2 separate regions of the Mus musculus genome follow, and region 2 is linked to region 1. The links are chromatin contacts, called in public ChIA-PET maps. All regions are on one chromosome and are shown on one strand. The core of a region is the stretch at or near the end of the contact, and the rest is flanking DNA. Distances in the headings are between cores, read along the strand shown.

Region 1 (6,799 bases), core at 2,768-5,267:
CCTCCTCCTCCTCCCAGCTCTAGCTCTAGCTTAGCGTCCTTTTCAGGTTTATTCATGAGCCCATCACAAGGGAAGGGAAAAATTTATTCGCACTATAACATTACACTTAAATGCTGTAAATTACATGGAGCTATAAATCCTACCTTTTGGTAAACACTACCTCTCATAAAATCTGCGTGTTTGCATGCCGACATGAGGATAAAACCTTTGTATTTGGCCTTCCCTGTTCTCTGCACCTTACAGCCCTTTGCTTCTCAACATCGAGAAAGCCAGCAGCTAGAACAGTGGAAAGTTTGTTTTGACTTCCTTGGGCTTGTTTAGAACAAGCCGGCTTTCTGTGTGGAGCAGGGTCTGGCCTCTCGGGTACCTCTATCCAGCTTTATAACACTGGGATATTTGAAAAGCTCTGTGTGCCGAGATCTTTAAATCACTAAAATAGCAATTACTGTTAAGTCAAGTATGTTCAAAAATGGAAAACTGGCAGTTTGAAGAGAGTCTATAATCAGTGGGACAGTGGTTTGTAATCTTCCAGCACCACGACCCTTTGATACAGTTCCCCATGTGGTGACCCCCCCATCATAAAATTATTTTTGTTGCTACTTTGTATCTGTAATTTTGCAACTGGGGGAGAGTGGCTGTTTCTTTGTTTTGTTTTGTTTTGTTTTTTATTATGTGGACCACACTTGTTTGCTTCTTGTCACAGGAACCCCAAGGCCTGATGCTCTGCCCCAAGCTGCCCTGAGAAAAAGCTCAGGTCTTCTTTGATTCATGCAATCTGCAAACCCATTCACCCACAGGCTGAACGGCTCTCATCTGCCCTATCAAAGATGTCCGTCCTCTTTCCCCATCCAGAGAGATCGTCTCAGGGACTCCCCAGGACCTGAGCACCTGAAGCATCAATCCAAACACAGGTTGTTCTATTACCTTCTTCACACAGCCCCAGGAATGGCAGCACCTTTAAGCCACGTAAGGGACAGTGACTAGTTTAGGTTGTCTTTTTTTTTTTTTTTTTTTTTTTTTTTTTGTGGTTTGTTTATTTGTTTGTTTGGTAGAAGAAAGCAATTTCCTTTTTCTCTCCAAGGTTGCTGTCCTAAAATACCACAAGTGGATAGTTATAGGTGGAATCTACTCTCCCTGGAGCAAAAGGCAGCCTTATTAGATCACTATTAAAATCACTAATAATATCACTGATGACACATTATCAGAAGTGTTTCTTTCAATGTTCAGCTTCCTGTAAATGGGGAACGATGTTTTGGGATGGGAGACTTGACTTCTTAGTTGGCGTTGGCGACCCTAAGAAAGAACTGAAAGAAAGTCGGGTACCCAGTCAGACTACCCTTATGCCAGCACTGTTTTTTGTTTTTTGTTTTTTTGAGCATTCTATTTTAAACATATCCTTAGGAAGCTACAGAATAGTTACAACTGCTGATTACTAAATCTCCTCATATAGCCTGGCTTGGCCATGACTTATTTAGCTGACTTTGAACTTGTGATTCTCCTACCTCTGTTTCCCTAGTGTGGGGATTACAGGCATGTCCTATCACACCCGTCCAATGAACGGGGTCTTATTATTGTTGGGGCAGTGCCCCTTACCAAGAGGAAGCACAATGAGGAATATAGAAAGAACAAGACTAGAGTCACAGTGAGCAGCCATGCATCCCAGGAAGAGGATGTGAGCGACAGAAATAGCCAGAGAAGGCACAGGCGAGTGAGGCCAGAGGCTGCACTGTTACCATGCAACAGCTTCAAACTGGTCCCAAAGGGCTTGAAGCACTTGGCAGGGAAGGAGCGAGAGGAAGACTGGTTGACTTGGCCACATTGAGGAATGCTGAGGTCAAAGGGGAAAGAGGGTGAGACAGGGAGGCAGTTAGGGATGCTTGGTCCATTGATTGATGTGAGACATGGCTGCTGGATGGGGATGAGGTGGGGGAGGAAGTGAACCAAATGAAGAGAAGAGTGAGGACTTCCTCAGTGGAAACTTCTGGGCCAAGTAGGAAGTTTGGCCATTGGACAAGGAACTTAGAGAGTGCCATTGCTGGTCTGAGATTTGTTCAGGTCAGGAGTTGAGAGGAGAGGTGTGTGCTGTTACAAATATGGAAGTCAGGATGATCATGTGATAAAGTGGACAAAGGTCAGGAGTTAACAGGAGGGCCAGAGGGTGACTTAGAAGCCACCCAGGAACTGCACCGTTTCTAAGGTGTGGTGGCTCCCACCATCCCATTTAGCCAATTTGCCCTGTCTATTGGCATCTCCTTTGAGCTGTGCTGTTGTCCTGGCCTGAGTCAACTGCAAATCAGAGCTCAGCCGCTGGTAAACCTAGAACAGATTGGTCATGTATCTGCTACAAAGCACTCAGTGCTTTTACATCTCACTGGAAGCAAAGCAATGCTTTCCTGATAGCATGCATGGCCTTCTACAAGCTCCCCAAGGAGACCCTGCCCCCTCGCTGCCCCTCAGTGCCTCCTGTTCTCAGCATCGGCTCTTCTGTTGCTACACTGGTGGACAAATAAGAGTTTGTGATGCTTTGAAGCAGAACTGGTAACAAGAAAGGATAAGCACACTTTGCTAAGCACTATTTGCCACAGTTGGATCACTAGAAGGGGGTTCTTGGCATGGGGCACCCACAAAGCCTTGGGTTGATCCTCAGCAGTATATAAAACGGGCTCGACAGAGCATGCGTGCCTGCAATCCTGGATTTACCTTCAGAATCTAGGAGGTGAGGGCAGGGGGATCAGAAGTCCAAGGTCGTCTTTGTCCCTGTAGTACGTTTGTGGCCAGCCATAGCTACAGCAGACCCTGTCTCAAATAAACAGTGTTTCTTTAAATGTGAAAAGAGACTCCCACACTCTAAGGCCTTTAATTATATGGGATGTGTCGCCTCCTATTCCAACCAGCAGAAAAGAGCGACACTACGTACTTCTCAAAGCAGTTTATTCAGGAACCTTTCAACATCATGCATGAATCTCTCTCCAGAAATCAATCTCTCCAGGAAAAAACAACAACCCACCCCCAATCGCAATCCCTTATATATCCTCTCAACCACACCCCATCAGCCCAGTCCACGTAACAACAGTTCATTGACCAGAATCATCACTCGTCATATGGTCCGATCTTGCATCATGGTGCACCTGCGCAGTTCTCGCGATGGTCGTGGCTTATTTTCAGGTGTATGAGGAAGTCAGGTGCAAGTCATAAGACTTGGCTGCAGTCCCGGGTGCCATCTTGAGACTGCTGCCACACCCACTCCTCACAGGGATGTATGGTTTGGAAGGAAAATGTTGAAGATGTACAGAAGAAGGTGATTAGAAAGGGGGACAAGTTCTTCCAAGGGTTGGAGTTCAGAGGTCAGGAGAAGGATCAAACTGCTCAGCATCAAAGGGAGAAGAGATCCACAGAGAGATTCCAGAGTTTCTAACAGCTAAAGGACCTGGTGTGTTTCTTCCTGGAGAGGAGAACAGGACCAGAAATAAATGGGACTTTGGAGTTAGCAGAAAGCCTGAAGCACCCTTGCTTCCCAGCCAGGACACCCTGCAATTACATAACAGCTTAGGGCAGGGCTCCCAGAAGCCAGGTCTCAAATGTTATTCAGGCTAAAGCTGGTTTGGGCAGGCACAGAGGAAAGGGGAAGGAAAGCTGAGATTTGGCAAGCTTATGGGCTCTCCTCTCTCTGTTCCTCTTCCTCTTCCCTCCTTCCTCCTCTCTCCCTCCCTCCCTCTCTCCCTCTTTCCCTTTCTCCTTCTCTCTGATTTCTACTGTCTCCAAATAAGTAGAACCTGTAAGTGTCACATCATGCTGACTCCACAAGACATCTAGAGCCTTTCTATTCCTTTCCAGGAAGAAATCATGACTATTTTCAACAGAGTTTTGGAAATCCTACAATGAGAATGCTATATCAAGATTTTTCTCCTCATCAGCTAGTGAGAGCATCAATTACACCTTGATGTTGGTTTGTTTGTGTTCTGTTCTGACTTCTTACCATTCAGCACCAGTGTCAACTGGAAGCGGTTTTACTAAGAATTGGGCTGGGTCAGTGTGAAACCACAAGGACGTCTGTTGGTTATGAATGATGTAAGGGACTGAGGGTGCTGACAGATGTCAATGTGAGGCATGGTGACAAGCCTGGACGCTTGTTAAGTGACACACAATAGCAGGCCGGCGAGGAGCAGATAGTCCCACATTAGGGAGCAAGTTGCCTGGGAGTTGGAAAGAGAAAAACAGGTTTCATTTTAACTTTTGAAGTTTGCCGGAGGTTTCAATTCATTATAAGATACTTTCCAACTTCACTGATGTTCTGTCATGTACTTAAGTAAGAAATATATGAGCCTCTCTACAGGGCCCAGACTGTGGGTATCTTTCCTATCTATCTATCTATCTGTCGATCTATCTATCTATCTATCTATCTATCTATCTATCTATCTATCTATCTATCTATCTATCATCTATCTATCATCTATCTATCTATATATCTATCTATCATCTATCTATCTATCATCTATCTATCTATCTATCTATCTATCTATCTATCTATCTATCAATCATCTGTTTATCATCTGATCAGTTCATTGATTTATATTAGATAATTTTTGTTGTTGTTGCCATGATGAAATACCATGACCAAAAAGCAAGTTACAGAAGGGAGAGTTTGCTCCCGTCTCTGGGCCCTGGAGATGCTGTTTAATTTTCATTCTCTCATATGGTTTAGATTTCATCTTGCTTGGTTAATAAGGCTTCAATAAGAGGACCAAAGATAGCTTCTTCCTTGACAGATCTGCTATTTGGGTAGAAGAGAGAACTCCTGGGGAAGGTGATCCTTGCATTTGTAGCTCCTCTAACACTTAGTAGGTTGAAGTCAAAAACATATTTTAGGGTGTCATCTGTCTGAGTGTCCTTGCTTAAAACCAATAAATTGCATACTTTAAAAGAGAGAGGAGAGGGACAAGGAATGAGATAGAAAGCACCATGAATATCCAAAGAACTACTTTTTGGAAGTACGGGGGATTCTTATTAAAAGTGTTTCTGGTGTTAAAAAATCTTCTCATTCTTCAAATCTTTGGGTAGCTGTGATCTACACACACACACACACACACACACACACACACACACACACACACCGAGAGAGAGAGAGAGAGAGAGAGAGAGAGAGAGAGAGAGAGAATGAATGTAAAATAGAGTATCTGGATTCTATCTGAGCTAGACCAGCACTTGAACTGGTGTTCAGCAGACACTCTGTAAAAGTTCTAAGTGAATTAAAAAAACTCAGAGGACTGTTTCAGTTTTGCTCCATCATGGTGACCCCTGTGGTTTCTTTCCTTGTGAATCTTTGAAATTTACTTTTCCTCCTCTGGAGGACTTTTAAAAACAATTACGATTGAAGGCAAGCCCAGACAGTGACCGAGTTCCACTTTGTGTCTGACTCTGCCTTGCCTCTCTGAGGTGCTGCTTTCCTGATGAGTTGGGAGTCATTTCTAGGAATGGAGAGCTGGGCACTAGGTCACCCTAAGGTGAAACTGTTCTTCGTTGCATGGCAGCCAACATGCTAACGATTTCCCCTGAGCTAGTTGAACCTCGAAGAACCAGACCTGAGATAGCAATCAACCCAGTGGCCAGACCAAGGCTCTGCTCTATCGGCTCCTCAACCCCCTCTTTGTCTTTGTTCTTTGTGTAAAACCTCAAAGTCCTTGTCAGCTCCTTGAAGACAGATAGTAAGTTATGCAGTCACCCTCCTCTTGCTGATACAGCCCTGTAGAATTAAGCTCCTTCCTGCCTTCCTACTGCTTTCTTTGGCCATTAGAACATACAGCTGAACCTACCCTCATTGAGACCCCAGGATCTGGGGCTTTTACTGCACATGTTTATAAAGAAGGCTTGTCTAGATGGAACTCTGAGAACGGAACTGAAAATGTCTATGTGGTGCCTCTCATGCACATGAACTCTGTGGACGTTGGTTAGGGCAGTGTTAAGACAGCCAGGCTACTCAGGACCCAGATGAGCTGATTTAAATAAAAAAATTCAGCTGCTGAAAGAGCAATGGGTGGAAATGTCTAGATGACGTTTACATTTGTTCCCAGGGAATACTGGAGCTCATCAGTGAGTCAAAAGGAAAGACACCAGTCCTTAGGGATCTTTCATGTTGGGGGCTTTCTCCTGCCCAATGACTGCCAGAAACTACAAAAGGAGGAAATGCAATGAGGGTGGGGAGGAGCTGTTGTTGAAGAGTAGGGCAGGGCTGTGAGCTCAGACTGAATCTCAGGGGAAGAGGGGCTCAGGAGAGCTGGGGGTGCCTCAGTTAGCTGTCTACCTAGACCGTGAAGTTCCTTTCTTTTTCCTTCCCTCTCTCCCTCTTCTCTCTCTCTCTCTTTCTCTCTCCCTCTCTCTTCCTTCCTTCCTTCCTTCCTTCCTTCCTCTCTCTCTCTCTCTTTCTCTCTCCCTCTCTCTTTCTTCCTTCCTTCCTTCCTTCCTTCCTCTCTCTCTCTTTCTCTCTCTCTCCTTTCTTCCTTCCTTCCTTCCTCTCTCTCTCTCTTTCTTCCTCTCTCTCTCTCTCTCTCTCTCTCTCTCTCTCTCTCTCTCTCTCTCTCTCTCTCTTTCTTTCTTCCCAATCATAACCATTTATGGCAAAGAAAATTCTGTTTATAGTAGAATGCCTGATAACTCTATATGGAATCAAAAGTCCTGGGTTAAAGTTTTTTACTATTTCTGAAACTTCAAAGTCATATCAGTTTCTGAACCTAAAACTAGATTTACCTGTTGCTGACTTTAATGTAATAACTAGGTCTTCTTTGGACACTGAGATTGTTTTGTC
Region 2 (7,078 bases), core at 2,981-5,480, 210 kb before region 1:
GGCACTCCTGTGTGCTGATGGTGTGGAAAGTAAAACAGAAGCCCTCATATCTACTCTCAGCTTTTGCAGTGCAGTGTGGTTCCCAGCCTGACACTTCTGCAAGACTTCCTTTCAGCGGTGGACACAGACCACTGGAGATACTAAAGAGGAGAAGCTCCTGTGTATGCAGCTGGGAAGCAGTCCCCCTTTTCTCACTATAGAAACCGTCTTGCTGTCTGTGTATAGACCTTGGGGTACATGGTAGATGTTGAGAGTTGAATTGTACTTGCCAAGAGAAGTAACTGAAATTCTGACACTCCCCCCCCATCCCCAACCAGTACCTCACAACCTTAATTGGAAACAGGACCTTTCCAGTCAATGCTCACTTGAAATTCTTACAACATGGGAAGGCACGAACACAAATGCAGACAGACACACAGAATCTTCAAGAAGACCATGTGGAGGTACACAGAGAGGTGGCCACTTGCAGGGGGGATCAGACAAGGTGGTGATTGGGACAGTATACTTAGGAACACTTGACACTGTCAGCAACTGAAAGCTGGAAGCTGGTCTTGTAGTAGAACCCCCACCCCCTCAGTACTTAGGAAGAGTGAGCCTGCCAGCACCTGGTGCCTAGACTTCCAATTTCCACAACCGTGAGCAATAAAGCTACGTGTTTTTAAGCCACACAGCTTGTCATACTTTGTTATGGCTGCTCTAAAACAATTAATGTGGTTATCTATTTTCTCTGAAAGAATACCTTGTTTATTTAAGAGAATTCTGTAAGAACTGCCAGGTTAATCGGAAGCAAGAAGGCGGAGGCAGATGTAGGGAGAAGTAGGGAAGGGGGGAATTTAACTGGTGAAAACATGTAAACAAGTGTGCCGAAAGTATTCATTGCAGACAAAACGTTTTCGTTCTTTAATTGTGTGGAAGGAGACTGACTCTCCATCTACAGAGGAAGCTGGGGAACATACCTATGAGGAAACGAAGTGTGACTGGGGCAAGTCTGGGCAGTACAGGGTATTTATTCTCATCCTCTGTGGTACACAGAACTGGCTACACAGCACAGGGAGTGAGTGGGTAGAGTCGTGAAAGCCGCCATCTTGGTGGCTCAAGATGGAATGTGATAACCGCCCTCAAAAAGCAGGAAGAACTCTGTACAGATAACATTTAAAATCATTTAAAACTTTCCTTTCGGAAGAGTGCCTTGGTTGTACAAACACCCCACCCTCACAGACATCAGGAATTCTAGAGAGAACAGTAAACCATACTTTCTTTCTCTGTAGCTCAAAGAGGCAAGCAGCGAGTCACCTCTGCTAGACAGGCAAAAGTGTACTAGTATGCAATTCTGCGTCTGGCCAGAGTTTGTCTCACAGAAGAGAAAATAGATGAGAAGAGGGCCCCTGTAGGTTGCAGAAATTATGGCTCAGGAAAGGACAGCCTGGCCAGGTTTCTCATTTAGTAAGGTAGCCATCCCATCAAACTCTGCAGGAAGTCAGCCCAAGAAGTCACAAATGTATTCGGAGAAACCATGAAAATAACACAGCGAAAGGGGGCGTGACACAACGTCATGTAAGAGGCTGTGAACAGAGAGTGCAGAGGCTGCAGTTATGGTAACTGCCTCCTGGATCGGAACACATACTCCTTATCCTGTGGGACCTTTCAGCTCAAAATAGACACAGAGAATGGATGAGAACAAGGAGCACGTGTTGTGCTGTTTATGGAAGGCCTTTTTTACTGTGGGCAAGGTATCTTGCCTGTCTGGGTAGCGAGTTTCCTGTGAGACTTGCTCAAACAGGGGACAGGTAATGAATTACCCCTGATGTTGCAGGGGTAATTCAAAGAAGCAGCAGTTGGGTAGGATGTCCAGTTAAGACCTATGAAGTCTGGCTTTCCATTTAGGAGATTAAGGGAAGACACAGTGAAGTGGAGTTAGCCAGGGTAGACGAGGGAGGGCCATTCTATCAGAGGGAACTGCGAATATGGATCCTGGACATTTGGCTTGCTCTGGGAACTTGGTAAAGACAAGAAGGGGAGTAATTAAAGTAAGGAGAGAGAGGGAGAGAGAGAGAGAGAGAGAGAGAGAGAGAGAGAGAGACAGAGAGAGACAGAGACAGAGACAGAGACAGAGACAGAGAGACAGAGAGAAAGGGAGGAGGAGGAGGAGGAGGAGGAGGAGGAGGAGGAGGAGGAGGAGGAGGAAGGGGCAGGTCACATAGAACCCTGCAGGATTTAGAAAATTGCAAAAGCCATGGAAGCCTTTGTGGTGTTGAACAGGGCCATGCTGTCTGAGGAATTCACTGTTCCCACTCCTATAGGCTTAAAGCGTCTGTTTACATAATGGTGATGATGGATCCTCTTCCTTGCGGAGAGACAGAAACGACACACAGAGAAGATGACACAGGCATGATCTTTAGGATGGAGGTTAATAGCCCATAGGATGAATCTGGTAAAACCTCTGCCCAGAGAGGCAGGGAGTCATTAATAGTGTTACGCAATGTAACCCTTAGGGAACAATGGGGACATTCAAAATTCCCGTAGTGGTGTACCTTAAATGAAACATCAAAATGTGTATAAAATGTTGATGCCACATGCAATGTTGTTTCTCTTTGGGTGTCCTGGGATAATTCAGCCTGATCCTATCAACACTTGTATAGCTCTGAATTTTGTGCAAAAGCAGTCCCAAAGTTAAACTATTATCTATTCATGAATGCTAGTGTTATACAGTTCTTAAAAGTCCATATTCGCGCAGAAGTGAAGATTATCCATGGGTTCAGTGGTTAAGTGTAGGAACGGTATCCAAGCACCTACTATACCTTCTAACTGGTTTTCCTGTATTCATGAAGTACGTGTGGAGGTCGGTCCCATGCTAAATGCTGGGTCTCATAGATCAAAAAAAGCCCAGTGGTGTGTGTGTGTGTGTGTGTGTGTGTGTTTATGTGTGCGTGTGTTTGCTTTAGATTTTGCTGTTAAGTTAGGAGTATTGCTGCCTTCTAATATCATTTTGCCCAGTTAGTGAGCAAGTTTTATTTCTCACATTAACACCAAGCAAGTTCAGTATGGTAGCTCTATTGCACTCACTGTATGCAGAGATCTTCCCGTAATCATTCATATAGATGTATATGTATATGTGTGTGTATATGTGTGTATACATATGCTTGTCTCTCATCCCCCTTGATGACCATACTTAAATCTCTGTCTAGACCTTTTATAATAAACTTCAACTGTGCTTTAAAAACAGAAAATGAATTCATATCAGGGATATTTGAATAAGCCTTTTCACATTTGGCTTATCTTGGATTATTAAAATATAACCATATACTTGCATAAATTTAGAACTTAGAAAATAATCTTCTTGTATAGACTACACGGTTCAGAAACCGCTCCAAGGCCAGCGTGCATGCTTCCGGCCTCTGAAAGGTAGTGAGCATCATGTTTTCTCTGATTGAGGTCTCACTTTTTTTCCCCACTCGCTGGTTTTTCCAGGCTGGAGCACAGGTGCTTGAATCAATTTTATAAAATTACAATTGATATTTTGGGAAGCTTTGTGGCTGTTGTCTTTAATTGAAACCGTGAGATACCTTGCTGAGATACCTTGCTTTTTAAAGAGTATGTTTTTATATGGCAGAAAAACAGAAAGAAGGAAAAAAAAAGAAAGAAAAAGAAACTTTTAAAAAGTGAATCAGCTTGGCTTTCTGAATTCCAGCGGTTACGGTTTAAACTTTAAAACAACAGAGAAAATCCTTCTAGTGCTTTATGTCTTACTGTTTTATGCTTTGTTATTTCTCAGAAGTACGTATACGCACACGTCAGGATTGCCAGGAAAACGGGATGTGGCTTACCCTTTTGGGGCTGATTTGGCTTTTCCAAACTCTGATCCAAGCTCCCACAGGCTATGAATCTTGGACTTGCCAAGGTTTTAGTGCGAGCCGCCCCTTGCCATCACTGTCACCAGTTTCGAGGTACAAGTTTTGGGCCACTCAGGAGGGCTACTACCACCCCTGTACCCCCCAACCCCAGCTCGGATTCAGCAAGCTGGAGCCCGGCGTGGACCCTTTCAGGCTCCTGCCAGGTAGCCCTTGCCGAGAGGAGCGACTCTCCTACCTGCGCGTCCCGAAGCGGCCAGCAGCAGAAGCAGCGTGAGCAGCAACAGTGGCGGCGGGTCCGGGTGGCCCGGCGCCGGGGTCCCGGGAGTGTGCATGGGCTGTCAGTTCGGGTCACATCTCGGGAACGCGGCGTGGCCTCCCCGGGGCTCCTCTGCAACAGCGAGACCCGGGCGATGGAGCCCAGAGTCTGCTGTGCACAACCAGCTCCCCCTGCAGGGAGTCCACGCGAGGGTGGCTGTCTGGGTTTCAGTTCTGAGTCCACACAGGCTTCAGGGGGTGATGGAGAAGCCGATGAGCTCTGACTCAGTACAGCAGAGTCTTATCATTCACTTGAAATGTCAGGTTTCATCCCGGAAGAAGCTGGAAGGGTGAAATAGGTACATATTTCTCAACTTACTGTTAGGCATGCTGCTTACCCTAGTCGAGATTTCCTCCCCACACCCCGAAGTCAGGTATCTTTGCATTTTACAGAAGAGCAGATGCAACCTCAAAACACAATAGAAGTCTCCCAAATGGGAGAGGGCCATCCCCCAGCTAAGAGAAAGAAAGGAAAAGCCAGGGAACACTGTGACAGAGATGTGCAAGCAGACCTCAGGGCTCCTCCTTTCTAGGTAGCTGTAAACATTAAACACAATGCGAAAAGAAACAAATTAACCATGTACTTCAGGCAGACTCTCTCTTTCCTCCATAGACTCCTGTTGCAAATGCACAAATAAAGAGAAATAGCCCTAAAATTGAATCAACAGACATCTAGAAGAGTCTCAATAACTAAAAGAAAACAAAACAGACGAACAAAGAACCCCTTTTGTGGTGGAGGCAGTCAGAGATGCAGCCGTTTTTAGAATGCCTTACACTCCTGTTTTCACTCCTGTTTTTTTTCCGGCTCAAAGAGTCCTAAGAGTCTTGGATTGGATTTGAAGGCTTCTGGAGGGTTAAAGCAGACCCTGCTATTCAGTTGTGCTTCTAGTTCACACCGGTAGGGGGCCCTGGAGGAGGAGGGACAGGACCTGTTAGCTGTCCTAGTTTCCAGCTTCTTCAGATACACGAAGAATTTGCCTCGCTGGCTGGACCCAATTCTCATGGGTCCAAATCTCCATTTAGTGAAATTCCTTTATCTTCTGTGTAGTCATGTCTTCCTTTTGTTTCTCCAGCCTTAGGAGTGGAAACTGCAATCAGTAGCTACTAGTTTCAAACTTCGACTTCTTTTCTCAGTGATCGGTTCTCTGACATCTGCCTGTTAACTGTCATGTTTCTTTCCTTTCCTGCACAAACTGGGCTCTTACTGATTCATATGTAATCCCTGAAAAAAGTAAGAAGACAGTATGATAGCAACATATTCTTTTTATATCAATGTTAGGACATGTATGCATTTCTGTTTAAATATGACTCATTCATAGCCTTAAAGGAGCTAGCTCAAGCAGACAGCTACCTTGCTTTTTCAACTTACACACATATTTCTTGGGAGATAGTCTACAGCCTGTTCTCTTAGGCTAGAGATTGGAAGACAGCCAGACCCTGCCCTCTCTGGTGTTCTTTCTGATAGTACTCATGGGTAGCCAATCCAAGGTTCACTTGCAAGGACTGATCTTTCTATAGTAACAGATCCCTTATGTCTCTGCGAAGGCTGAGTTTGGCCCTGGGACTTCCTAGGTTCGAACTCAGTGATGTTTCCCATGCGCTGGAGAGGAGAGTTTCACATCTTATTTTAAACCTGTTACCCAGAGCTCGCCTTAGGGCACTTCTTTAACATCTTTTAGTATTTTTTTTTCCTTTGTACTCTTACGTTCTAACTTCCAAGCATATCTGTTAATTCCAGGTAAAGAAACAGTCCTTCCCAGGTTAAATAAACTCGAGTGTATCCTCCAGAGATCTGAGAATTAACACAATCACATAGGTAGTTTCTTCAACTTATCTATATTACAACAGCGTGTCACCTTTTATCACAGTGAAATCTTAGCTTGGAGTCAAATGGACTAAGAGTTTCTGGGTTTTCTATAAAACAAAACAAAAACCAAAAAGACCCTCATGAACTAGTTAGCATCACCCCACAACTCCCACTTCCAAGCACGAACACCACACACACACATACGCGCACACACACACACACACACACACACACACACACACATCAACAAAATACATATTTTCCTATTCCATTTTAAGTCCTGAATAGTTTCCAGGCATGTTTAGCTTTGTCAACTTGACACAAATTGGGCAGAGAGCCTCAATCAGGAATTGTCTGCATTGGGGTGACCTGTGGGCATATCTGTATGAAACTGTCTTAAGATAATTGATGGAGAAGACCCAACTTACTTCAGGCAACGCAATTCCTTAGGCAGGAGGTTCATCCCTGTATAAGAGCAGAGAAATTGAGCTGATGCAAGCAAGGAAGCAAGCAAGGGAAGAAGCAAGCAAGGAAGGAAGCAAGGAAGCAAGCAGGCAGGCAGGCAGGAAGGAAGGAAGGAAGCAAGCAGGCAGGCAGGCAGGCATATATGCATTCTTTCCTGCCATCTTTGTGGTGATGTGGTGTAGCTTGCCAATAAAAGTTTCTACCTTGGCTTCCCATGGTGATGGACCTTAACTTTGAATTGTAAGCTGAAATAAATCCCACCCCCAAGCAGCTGCTTGCCAGGGTATTTTATCACAGCAACTGACGTGAAACTAGAGCACCCGGTATGATATGTAATATTAATATTATGATGTTAGTGATTGCGTCACTTGAACCAGACACTACACTAAGGATTTGACATATGCTGCCTCCTTTAACTCCAAGAATCCTACGAAGTAGTCACATTACCCAAGTTTCAAAGAAAGCAGACAGGCTTGAATATGTTTCTTCTTTAAGAGCAACAGGAGTGGAACTGGAGCTCTGCTACGCTAATTTCAAAGTCTCTTTCTTTAGCACTTTTCTTCTTTGCCGTTTACATTTAAGAAAATGAAGTGAATAACCTTGAAGATTGAACTCTATAGGTGAGCAGGCCAATCAAATG

Evidence for each region. ChIA-PET counts read pairs in DNA pulled down with a chosen protein or histone mark.
Region 2: an RNA polymerase II ChIA-PET map of effector CD8 T cells shows a contact between it and region 1, with 12 read pairs. The contact joins the promoter of Il20ra here to the enhancer-like site in region 1. A contact is called at or near these places in 1 of 39 promoter capture datasets (pre-B cells), 3 of 484 Hi-C or Micro-C datasets (B cells, ECoMG-derived neutrophils and bone marrow-derived macrophages), 3 of 115 datasets of contacts at active chromatin or transcription factors (bone marrow-derived macrophages, effector CD8 T cells and memory CD8 T cells) and 3 of 9 other capture datasets (adipose tissue, embryonic stem cells and macrophages).

What each region holds. Positions count from the first base shown.
Region 1 is chr10:19,503,434-19,510,232 of GRCm38.p6, reverse strand. It overlaps Gm33104 (predicted gene, 33104), which reads right to left. Exons shown (of 4, transcript NR_152784.1): 3 at 3,977-4,193; 4 at 2,915-3,442. Among named protein-coding and RNA genes, the nearest start is that of Gm33104, 20 kb to the right of the region's middle. Within about 2 kb of position 4,017, at least 81 of the 459 cell types and tissues checked have an H3K27ac peak or open chromatin away from gene starts, as enhancers often do. A contact at or near this core is called in ECoMG-derived neutrophils, adipose tissue, bone marrow-derived macrophages and 2 more, where this site is marked.
Region 2 is chr10:19,709,739-19,716,816 of GRCm38.p6, reverse strand. It overlaps Il20ra (interleukin 20 receptor, alpha), which reads right to left and starts at 4,230. Exons shown (of 7, transcript NM_172786.2): 1 at 4,087-4,230. The coding sequence starts at 4,183. All of the region lies in intron 1 of Gm33332 (a long non-coding RNA gene), which reads left to right.